Regions from separate parts of the Mus musculus genome. Here region 2 is linked to region 1. A link is a contact called in public promoter capture Hi-C data. All regions are on one chromosome and are shown on one strand. Each heading gives the region's core, a stretch centred on a gene start, on an enhancer-like site or on the middle of the called end of the contact. The rest is flanking DNA. Distances are from core to core; before and after follow the strand shown. Region 1 holds the start of Ccrl2 (chemokine (C-C motif) receptor-like 2). Region 2 holds the start of Lrrfip2 (leucine rich repeat (in FLII) interacting protein 2).

Region 1 (2,632 bases), core at 40-2,539:
CCTTTGTATTTCACCAAGATAAACACCGCCAGCACGTTGTCCAAGAGACCCACCGCAAACACCGCGCAGCAGAACTGCAGCACCTGCTGGGGGGAGAGGAACTCGGGGGCCGGAACTTGGTCCGGCCCACTGTTGTCCAGGTAGTCGTCTAAGATTAGGACATCATATTCATCGTCCGGGGCCACTGTGTAGTTATCCATCGGAGGCTGTCCTGTGGGGAAACCAGAGGTCATGATTCCCCTCCATCCGACAGCCAAAGACTGAAAGTAACTATGCCCCCACCCCCCACCCCAGCGTGGGCGGCCGTACTCAAATCTCCTCATTAAGCACCCAGGGACCACGCTGCTAATGTGACAGAAACTGCCTGGTACAGAAAGAGTCAGGGACGTTAAAGCCACTTAAGTTCTTTGGTTGAAACGAGACTCTACGTGGGAGATAGGATCTAAGAAAACAAAGAGTTAAAAACAACCAGAGACTGGCTTAAGCTTCAGAAGTTGGTGCCCGCCTACTTCCCAGATGTTTAAAACAGTTTCTTACCTTGCTCACCGGACAAAACAGCGTCGTTTGAGGCAGGTTGCTTGATATTTTTTCTCTCAAGGGATATAAACAGATGTTTGCAAAAGTGAAACTGCGCTGGTCAAGCACGAGGACAAGCTGGCGAGATAAAGATAACCGTTTGACTGAGTTCCCAAGGGTGGGGAAGGGTGCAGCCCCATGATCTACCATCCAGGGGGCTGTGGGAACAGTGGGGTCAGAGAAACACCACTTCCTTCTGAACAGACTGGTCATGACCCGGAGAAGCCAGAGAAGGCACTGTTTATTCCTCTGAGGCTCTCCCGTCCAGACACAGCTTTCACGGGCCAGCTGGAATCAAGTTCTGAAAGCCTCTCTCAGGAGCTTCTGTCAGCCGCAGAGAAATTGAGAAGTTGTTTTCATCTCTCCCTCTCCCGGTATCCCAAGTTTGACTTCTCTGTACCTCTTAGCCAGCTGTCCTCCAGGCTGCCTCGGATAAGGACACTAACCCACGCCTGCTTCCAGTGATAATCAGAGTGTGATGTCAGAAGCCGAGACGCACCACCCCACCCCCTGGCTTCTGACATAAGTTCCCTGAGTAGATAACAGTTTCCAGAGTACAAACGTGTCCATACTCACCAGAGAACATGGAAGCAAGTGGTATCAGTCGGGAAGGAGGTTGGGGACAGAGCTGGACAGAAAAGGAGCGCTGCTAAATGCAAGTCTGGTGTGAGCATTCCTACGTCAGAAAGCAAAGAGTGTTGCAAGCAGCTGGAAGGAAGCAGTTGATGCTGGGACACTTGATGTAGCTGACCCCGCTCAGGGGAAGCCCCGGGGGAAAGTCCTGTGTGAGGACGTGTGGGACACGGTCAGGTGGACTGTGAGGAGGGGAGACTTGGTTTCCAATGGAGAATGGGGATGAAGAAAGGAATTGGACAGTTGCCTGGTCTTGGAGTGGAAGGGAGTGGGCGGGAGGAGAAGGATGCTGGTTAAAGATGGGTATTTCAAGAAGAAGAAGAAGAACTTCAAAGAGTTGGGGGGGAGGGGCGGGAAGCATGTGTAAACTGCCCTCAGGCCCACGACTCTGTGTAGCTATGGCTGACCTAATCTGGGGACTAGGTGATGTCTGTGATTTAGGCACATCCTTTGCATTATCAGCATGTGAAACGGAAAGTGTAACTATAAAAACAGAAATAGGTAATGAAGAGACCAATAAGAAAACAGAAAGAAAAGAGCCCAGATAAACATGAGTGAACATTAAGCCCCGAGCATCCTGGAAGCTAGGACAGAAAATGAAACTCACCCTGGAGCAGGGAGAACCCAGAACGGAGGCACTTCCTAATAAGGTCTCTCCTCCCCCAGTAGGGGGTATCTATGCATGAGTGGGAATCTCCAGGTCCCAGGATGCCCTGTCTACCCGTGGACATGGCTACAGTCCAGGGTCCCCTGAGCTGTCAGCCTCCTGAGATCTCTCCCTTCTGCAGCTAGATGTCCCGGAGCCACACCATGACACCTGGCCTGTGAGTAAGGGAAGTGGTTCATAGTTCAGTCCTAGACAGGAGGCAGACTCACAAGCATTCACAGTGCTCATTAGATGCGTAAGGGGTGGAGGTGGTAGTCGGTCCCCTATATGCTTTCTGTGCTTTGTGTTACACCCTGATGGTAAACTAAAATCTCTCCAGGAAAAGGACAGGTCTGTAAATTCAAGATCGCTCCGACTTCTCTCGTCGTGTGGCCCTAACTTCCAGTATTGCTTGATTTTGGTCTGATTCCCAGCATTTGCCTGTCCACATTCAGGCCATAGGATTATTTTTTTTCCAAATTAGCATACAAAAGAAAGTATTTCATTATGGCATATTCATGCATATGTGCCACTATTCGTTGTTCTTATTCATCCCTAACCCTTTCCCTGCCCCTTCTTGTTGGTCATCTTTCTACCCCATGACTGTTTCTCCTTCTGCTTTCATGTCACATGTATCCCATCATAACTTTTCTCTTGTTCTTTGCCTAAGATCCCTTCCTCCCCCATCATGGCCTCCTTTCTCATCTTATCAGTCTCTCTCTCTCTCTCTCTCTCTCTCTCTCTCCCTCTCTCTCTGAGACACACACATATATACTC
Region 2 (2,632 bases), core at 74-2,573, 61 kb after region 1:
CGAACTTCTAAAGCTGCTTCACAACACTAGTGTTAACGCCTATTTTTACAATGAAAGAGAGCTAGGTGTGGTGGCGCTTGCCTGTGACCCCAGCACTGGAGTGGCTGCTAGCTTTGCCGACCTGGTAAATTCCAGGTCTATGTGAGATTTAATAATGTCTTTAAAAAACCAAGGAGCATGACTCCAGGGAAATACCACCCAAAGTTGCTGTCTGTGAGCCAATTGTAGACAGACAGACAGACACACAGTTTCTCTCAGCACACTTTTCTCTGTGTGCTGAACCTCCAGGATTGATTGATCCCACAGTGGCAGCCCCGTGAACATGAAAGGTTAATCAAGCCTTTGATATCTCAGTGGATACGGGCAGCTCTGAAAGTCCTTTTAGAAGCCATCAGACAAAATCCAAACATGTCATCCGTGGGCTTATTCGTGGGCTTCTGAAATCTGCAGTTTTTGCAGATGGGAGGTCGTGCCTAAGACCATTTTGTGCCCTTTCCCCCAGATACCTGCTCGGCTATCACTTCCTGCCAGAGGTCTTCTCTCACCATCTTCTCCAGCCAGAGGCCTCACCCTCAAAATGTTCTCATCATTGCTTGCCGCTGAGTTCACGACAATCTGTCATTACCTTGTTTATCTGATCAAGTTCATCTACTCAATTAGAAGGCAAGTTTCCCCGAGAGCATGATCAGGGCTTCCGGTGCCTGGAACTTTGAACGTGAGGGCCTTCCCCAGATACTTTTGGGATTGAAGAACATGCCTACGATTTGGGTCTGTGTGTTTGTGTGTGTGCGCGCGTGTGTGTGATGTGTACAGGTCTCACTGTGATAATTCAAACTCCTTTGCCCTGCCACAGGTTCCAGGGTACCCGGGACAACAGGTGTATAGCATCATACCTGATTTTATGCTGGGAATGGCACCCAAGGTTACAGATATGCTAAGTAAGCACCCTATTACCTGCGCTACAGCCTCAGGTGGAAATCTCTTTAAAAACAGGTATTTTCATTTCGTTCAGCCACACCCACCCTCCACATCCTTTCCCACAGACTGCGCGCCAGGTGCCTCACTCACCCAAAACCTCCCACCAGACCGCTTTGAGGCCACCTGGCTAAGTACGGTTACGAAACGCTCAGATACCAACGCTCGGGACCAGGCCCGGCTTGAGCCAGTGCGTGTCGAGCGTGTCTCCCTCCCCGTCACCCGCGAGCCCTGCGCTCCGCGGTCCAGCCAGTAGCCTCCGAGCCGCGCGCGTCCGCTACCCCGCCGCCTGCCACAAGTACTTCCGGGTGAGCGGGTCGCCGGCCGGTGGCCCCGCCCCTCTGCCCCGCCACCGCCGCAGCTGCAGCCGCTGCTCGGGCTGCGGCTCGTCCCGGGTCGCGTTCGCTGTGTCGGCCGCGGGGCGAAGGGCGCGCTCAGTGTGACTCCACGACCGGCCGCGGCGCGAGGAGCCCTTCTTTTTGTCTCCCTGCGGCCCGCGGGGTGGACGGTGCGGGGGGGTGCAGAGTGTGGCCGGCGCTCTCCTCTCCCGGCTCCCGGGCGGCCGCTCCGGCCCTTCCGGGCGGCGCCGCAGCCTCATCCCGCGCCACACGCAGGTAAGGGCAGGCGGCGGACCCGGCTGTCTCCAGGCGCTGCCCAGTGGCGGCTCCGGGCTGGGGTCGCCCGGCGGGTCCCCTGCTCCCGCTTCGCCCGCCCCCCGCGGGGGAAGAAGGGGTTACGCCCCTTGGACCGGGCATCACTTGGGACAGCTGGGTGCTCCAGCTCCCGTTGCTCCCGGCGCCACACTCCCGCAGACTCTGTCCTCAGTCTGTCCCGGGAGGGGCCGCCCCGGGAACGGTGTCAGGCCGGTGGAGGGCGTAGCTTTTTGAGTGAGATTCCCCCCTCTCCTGCTTCCTTCTTGATCTGAACTGAAGCGCGCGGGCTTACCAGGCTCAGGGCAGGACGGTCAGGGTTAATGCTTGACTAACAGCGGGCGTTATTTACACCCACATTGTGGAGTTTCATAGCTCCAGTCAGGCCTGGTTTCCCTTTGCTGTGGATATCCAGCAGGAAGCAAGGGACATAAGAGAACCCAGAGGAGAAAAGTTCAAGCGTTTGCTTTGTGTATTATGTTCCCCACCTCGAGACATACAAATATAACGTAGAAACGTGGCTAAAGGGTATCCCAAACTTTCAGTATTTGTAGCCCCTTTTGCTTTTCCCATTTAGTGACTCAGCATTTTTGCCACGGTTTTTCTACAGTAGCTTGATTGACTGAAAACTCTGTAAGGATAACAGTGACTGCTATTCGTGTTGTGTTATCGCAGCGAGAAGAGGTGCAGTCAGGGTATCGACAGATACATTCTTAATCAGTGTTGGACTTTTTCTCCCCAGTAGGTGTGAAAAGCTGCAATTGCTGAAGAATGTGTGTTGCAGTAAGAGTTAGTTGGCCAAGTTTACCGTAGCTTCAATGTCTTGCAGAGTTAGCCCCGATTAACCAACATCATGCTCTGTTTAACAACTACAGGGATCCTATGACCTCGTATTTAATACACTCATGCCGAGTAAGAACTTCGGAAAGTGTGATTCACGTCGGAAGTGAGGTCACACTCTGACTCGTAGATCGGGATCTTCCCATTGAAATAGAGGAAAGCCAGAC

What was found. Promoter capture Hi-C pulls out the DNA fragments that hold promoters and counts their contacts.
Region 2: a contact with region 1 is called in a promoter capture Hi-C map of macrophages, with 10 read pairs. The contact joins the promoter of Lrrfip2 here to the promoter of Ccrl2 in region 1. A contact is called at or near these places in 2 of 39 promoter capture datasets (erythroid cells and macrophages), 2 of 115 datasets of contacts at active chromatin or transcription factors (effector CD8 T cells and memory CD8 T cells) and 4 of 9 other capture datasets (adipose tissue, bone marrow-derived macrophages, liver and 1 more).

Annotation. Positions count from the first base shown.
Region 1 is chr9:111,056,229-111,058,860 of GRCm38.p6, forward strand. It overlaps Ccrl2 (chemokine (C-C motif) receptor-like 2), which reads right to left and starts at 1,290. Exons shown (of 3, transcript NM_001302376.1): 1 at 1,153-1,290; 2 at 538-654; 3 at 1-211. The coding sequence starts at 200.
Region 2 is chr9:111,116,801-111,119,432 of GRCm38.p6, forward strand. Lrrfip2 (leucine rich repeat (in FLII) interacting protein 2) reads left to right here and starts at 1,324. Exons shown (of 15, transcript NM_001374664.1): 1 at 1,324-1,589.